Regions from separate parts of the Anser cygnoides genome. Here region 1 is linked to region 2. The links are chromatin contacts, called in public Hi-C maps. All regions are on one chromosome and are shown on one strand. Each heading gives the region's core, a stretch centred on a gene start, on an enhancer-like site or on the middle of the called end of the contact. The rest is flanking DNA. Distances are from core to core; before and after follow the strand shown. Region 1 holds the start of ROCK2 (Rho associated coiled-coil containing protein kinase 2). Region 2 holds the start of PDIA6 (protein disulfide isomerase family A member 6).

The links. A called contact is a pair of places that touch in the nucleus more often than the background predicts.
Region 1: a Hi-C map of granulosa cells shows a contact between it and region 2, with 2.0 times the contacts expected there. The contact joins the promoter of ROCK2 here to the promoter of PDIA6 in region 2. A contact is called at or near these places in 3 of 7 Hi-C or Micro-C datasets (granulosa cells and liver).

The regions. Positions count from the first base shown.
Region 1 is chr3:107,735,045-107,737,744 of Taihu_goose_T2T_genome, reverse strand. It overlaps ROCK2 (Rho associated coiled-coil containing protein kinase 2), which reads left to right and starts at 1,395. Exons shown (of 34, transcript XM_066994934.1): 1 at 1,395-2,037. The coding sequence starts at 1,876.
Region 2 is chr3:107,371,393-107,374,092 of Taihu_goose_T2T_genome, reverse strand. PDIA6 (protein disulfide isomerase family A member 6) reads left to right here and starts at 1,324. Exons shown (of 13, transcript XM_066994932.1): 1 at 1,324-1,474. The coding sequence starts at 1,441.

The DNA of each region.
Region 1 (2,700 bases), core at 146-2,645, 360 kb before region 2:
ATTGGGCAAGAATTTCAAGAAGGGACTGTTTCTACACACTCACTTTTGAAGTTGCAATCGCACCTTTTTTTTTTTGTATGCAAAAAGGGCTGTTACGCTTATTTAAGAATTTCTTTGTTACGGTCATTTAAACGCTGCCCTAAATAATGTCCATAAATCATATGAGCTAGATAAAGTATAGATTAGTTTTGACAAACGTTATAGATTAAAAAAAGGAGGAAAGAGACACAGCTTGCCTACAGTCAATGGGAAACTGATATCTTCAAATCATCTGGTGCTTGACTCAAAGCTCACTGAAATCACCCCAAAGATTCCTGTTGACATTAACAAAACCCAGCAGGTTGATCACTGGAAATATGTTGCCCACATTTGGTCTTTTGTCCCAACCTATTTAAATCTCTTTAAAAAAAAGCAAAGATACACATTTCTGCTCTGCCGCTTACAAGAAATTAGCCTACTCACTTACAAGTAGGCCATATGGGAAGAAATTATGTTTAAGTAATTTAGAGTTTCTAAGGGCTGAAGTGCTAGCTCATGTAACTTCACAATGCTACCAGCATCCACATCCTATTCCTGGTGGAATCCCTTGGACCTACATCTTTTATCTTGTCTCCACGTAAACCACTCGAGCAAATTTTGTGAGGTTTTGGGGCGCATGTTACAGCGAAGTGGGTCCTGATCTGTTTTGGGGATGAGGTAGCCCTACAAAATAAATAAAAGAACATCTCCCAAACGTATTTTCACTGATTCCTTCAGAAAACCCAAACTCCTGAAGGAATCTCAGTGAAAGAAATGTGAGTTTGACATGCACAGATGCGATTCGGGGACTTTGGCCCAGCCGACTGCCCAGCGCAGCCTGGCGCTGAGGCTGGGGCTACCAGACACCCAGAGCTGAACCCCCCTGGAACCGGGGGCTGCTGGCCTCCAGGGTCCTGACTCAGAACGCGGCACGGGGTGATCTCACTCCAAACCACGCGAGTGAGTCACGTAGTGACTTCTCTTTGAATCCATCTCCTCTTCCTTTCAAGCCGAAGCATTTGCCCGTTTTTCTGACATCAGCCCGCTGCCATCCAGCTATCAGCAAGCCAACAGGACAGCGTGGTCCTTTCCCCCTTTGCAAGACACGAGCTCTGCCTGTTGTCTGGAGGTTCGTGCGCCGCGCCAATAAGCACACAGAGTCGGAATCCACACGAAAGTCTTTTAATTCTTCAGGGTTTCATATTTTTTTTTCCAAGTTGTGGGACTACGTGCCCCTTCCCCACCACACCCCGCAGCCCACCTCCTCCTCACCCCCTCAGCTCAGCTCTTTTTCCCCTCATTTTTCTCTTCACACCCACGAAAAGCTCTGACCCCCCACCCCACCCCGCGTCCCCACAGCCTCCGGGCCCGGGGTCCCTTCGCTGGGAGCCCCCTGAGGGACGAGAGACAGCGACGACGAGCCCCCACCCCGTCAGGGCCGGGGAGCGAGCCCCCAGCAAGGCGGCCGCCGGCAGCGCAGCCTTGTGGGTAATGGAGGCCGCCTCACGGGGCCGGGCCGGGGGCGGGCGCGGCGGCAGGGGAAGAAGGGGAAGAAGGGGCAGCGGCGGCCGCCTCAGCATGGACTGAGCGGCGAGGGCGGCTCGGAGGGAGCGGGAGCGGCTCAGGGGAGGCAGCCCCGGCGCTGAGCGGCGGGAGGAAGGGAGCCGCTCGCCCCGCTTCTCCCTTCCTTCCCTTCCCCTCCCGGCTTCCTTCATGGCCGGGCGGCCGCGGGGCGGCCCAACCGCGCCGCGCTAGGCCCCGGAGCGACCCCTCGCCGTCTCCTCCTCCTCCTCTTCCTCCTCCCCGGCAGCGAGAGGGGAGGCGTCCCGCCGCCGCCGCTGGGCGAGCCCCGGCAGGATGAGCCAGCAGCAGCCGCAGCAGCAGCAGCAGCAGCAGGCGGCGAAGATGTCGGCGGCCCCCCTCCCCGACTCGGCGGCGGGGATGCTCGAGGGCCGCCAGAGGAAGCTGGAGTCCATGATCCGCGACCCGCGCTCGCCGGTCAACGTGGAGAGCCTGCTGGTGAGGGGATGGCGGCGGGGGGAAAGGGGGGGGGGGGGGGGGAACAAAGGCAGCGCCTCGGCAGGCGGGGAGGAAGGAAGGGAAGAGCTCCGGCATCCCGCAGGAGGCTGAGCGGGGACGGGGAAGGCTCCTTCCCGGCCCGAGGGGGACGTGGGGCCCCGAGGAGGGCAGGGCAGGGGGTGGGGGGCACGGCGCCGTGCTTCAATACCAAGCTAAAGGTTGGGGTAACGTTGGGGGGAGACGCCTGTGGGAAGCCCGGAGACGCCTGTGGAAAGCCCGGAGCCGCAGAGGGAGGCGGCTTTGCTTCCAGCATCGCTCCCACCCTTCCCTTTCGCGCCTCCCGAGCGCCGTGTGTGTGAACTGAGCGAGTACCTGGCTTTGTGCGAGCTGCCAAACCTCGCCGGAACGCCGCCCGCCAGCGCCGGGCTCGGCCGCCCGCTGCCCAAACCTGCCCCTGGGGAAGGGGACCTGCCTCACGGAGCCTCTGTCGGCCCCGGGGTCCCGCGGGGTCCCCTTGGTTTTCCTGCCTTTGGCCCCGTCTCCTGTGGCAAGTCGCATTTTTCGGCGTGAGTGCGTGAAACTGAATTTCCTTTAGCGAGAAATCCGTGCCCTCAGGAAGGAGTGGGAAGGGAGTTACGTTTCCCCATTTAAAACATCTCAACC
Region 2 (2,700 bases), core at 75-2,574:
TTAAATTTTTCATGTCTCTGTTGGATGCAGACAGGCTATGCAGGCTAAAACAGTGCTCTTGTCAGCAAGAACCAGCCTTCTCCTTCCCTGCTTTTCTTTCTGTTGGCCTACAGCAGATTGTGATGGATACGCTCAATGTCTGCACTTGACATAAATCTTGCTTAGGTTATGAAACACAGTAGGCCTCTGTGTGACTGTTCCTTAACCTGGATAGCTCATTAATAACAGAGCACCTGGTGAATGCTCATAGCCATGACCACAAACAAAGGGGGGCACAGCCCTAGAGTAAGTGACCATTGAAATCCCTGATGGGGAAATAATGAATTGCATGAGGTCAAGAGGAATATAAGTTTGACTACAAGCCAAACATTTTACCGTGTAAATATGCCAGTGAAAGAAAGCCTAATTTGAAGTCTCCCTGCTGAAGCAGTGGGCTGCAGTGATCTCCCCTTGGGCAGGGATGCCTCTCAAAATTACCCCTTGAGGTTGAGAGATCCTTACTAACCACGTACGTTGACGAATGAAACTTTAATTTTTAAAGCTGCCCGATTTATGCCAAGATTTAGCAACTTGAACATGCAGTAGACTAATCACTGTGATTCTTGTCATCGTAACGAATTAATATCAACCTACTTACTATAATAAACAGAATTACTACTATATCATTAATCAGCTGTTTATTTTCATCAGCTTTAGAATCATTAAGGCTGGAAAAGACCTCCAAGATCATCTGCTCCAACCATCACCCTACCACCAATGTCACCCACTAAATCATGTCCCTAAGCACAACGTCCAACTTTTCCTTGAATACCCCAGGGACGGAGACGCCACCACCTCCCTGGGCAACCCCTTCCAGTGCCTGACTGCTCTTTCTGAAATGACTCCTAATTTCCAACCTAAACCTCCCCTGGTACAACTTAAGTGTTGAATATTGCCTGCAGGTAGAGCTAGATGAATTTCTACTTTTACACACAAGCTTGCGGCTTGCAGAGAACATTTTGTTGAATCTGCTTTTTGCAGCAAAGCCACTTGGGCTCCCCATTCGGGGACTGGACTAGATGATCTTTCAAGGTCCCTTCCAATCCCTAATATTCTCTGATTCGTGAGATTTAGCCTCACCGCGAGGCTCTACAAAGGGGACAAAAGCTGCTGCCTTAGAGCCTCGCGTGGGCTCTAACCCATGCCAAGACCCACGCCCACTCTCCCAGCTCTGTAAAGGAGAGGCTGCCCCACCACAGGGCGCTGAGCGGACATTTCCCCTCAGCCCAGCCTCGCCTCCCCCCCTCACCCCAGCTCCTCCCGACGCGGCCTCCCCCTATTGGCTGCGCCGAGTGCGCCCGCGCCCGCTCCGCCAATGAGCGGCGGCCACGGCGGGGACAGGCGCGGGGGGGCGGGGCTTGCCGTGAGGAGTGGCGGCGGCGGAGGGAGCAGGGGGCAGCCATGGGGGCGCGCGCCGCGGGCCGCCTCTGGTGGGGTAGGAGCCGCGCGCCGGGGGCGGGCGGGAAGGCGCTGAGGGGAGTGGGGGGGGGGGCCGCCATTTTGTGCGCCCCCCGCCGCCATTTCGGGGAGCCCCCGGCCGCCATTTCGGGGGCCCCGGGCGGTCTGAGGGGGGCTCCGGCCGCCATTACGGGGGCTCCAGGTGGTGGTGGGAGTCCGGGGAGGGGTTGGGGGCGTGATAGGAGCCCAGGCAGCAGCAAAAAAAAAAGAGTGTTTTAATTATTTTATTCTACTTTTAAAAGCCACTCTCGTTTCCAGTAACTTTTTTTTTTTTTTTTTGTGCGTGTAAGCGTGTTATCTTATTTTTGGATTTTTTATTTCTAACTTGCCTGGTTGGCCTGAGTTGGGATACGGTGCCATAAGGACAGTAGAAAATTAATACATGGAAGCCACAGGGGGGAGTCGCAGGGGAGCTGCTCTTCCTCTCCCACTCCCTCTGTTGCTGGGCTGGATAAATCGCTAAATCCTCTCAGTGGTCCCCACTGCAGCCCTACATGCAAGAGCTGAAGGTAATGCTGAGCGGGTGAGGAGAGGCTCTTGCTCCACTAGAGTGAATTTGGGCCTCAGGAGGTGTGGGTGTCCTAAGGAGGGAGTTTGCAAAGACACCCCCCAGCAAAAGCTTTCCTGCCCAGCTCCTCTGGCTTGGAACTTGGCTTTTCAATGGGAACGAGTAATAGCACTGTGGAGCCGCCTTCATTGGTTTCACAATGCTCCTGGCTGTGTAGTTTGCTTACGTTAGAGAGCAACTTCTGAAATTAGATTTTCTGAGGCTAGTTGTCCCCGTAAGAACCAAGCAGTCAGAGGTTTGCATTTTCCTGGCTTAAAGGGTTGTAGGAAAATAATACTTTTACTTTCTAAAGATGAATTAAACCGTGCATGTTTCACAATAGAATGGGAAATTACATTGTTGGTTCATGAGTCATAGTTAAAATAAAAATCAAAACACAGTGGTATGCGACTAGGTAAATTTCACCATGCTCTATCTTCTGTAAGTTCTCTTTGGGGTATTTTTTGCATGAGGTAGAACTTCTCTATTTGAAGTGCCTGGGAACTGACAGAAATGGCTGGGTGAGCTCTGTTCGGTCTCTGAGTGTATTCTGCCATGGATCTCTTGGGTGATGACAAAATATGCTGGGTTAAATTTAATCATCTCTTTCCATTGTGGGAAGAGCTTCTGTTGAGAATGGCTGTGGCATTCAAGTA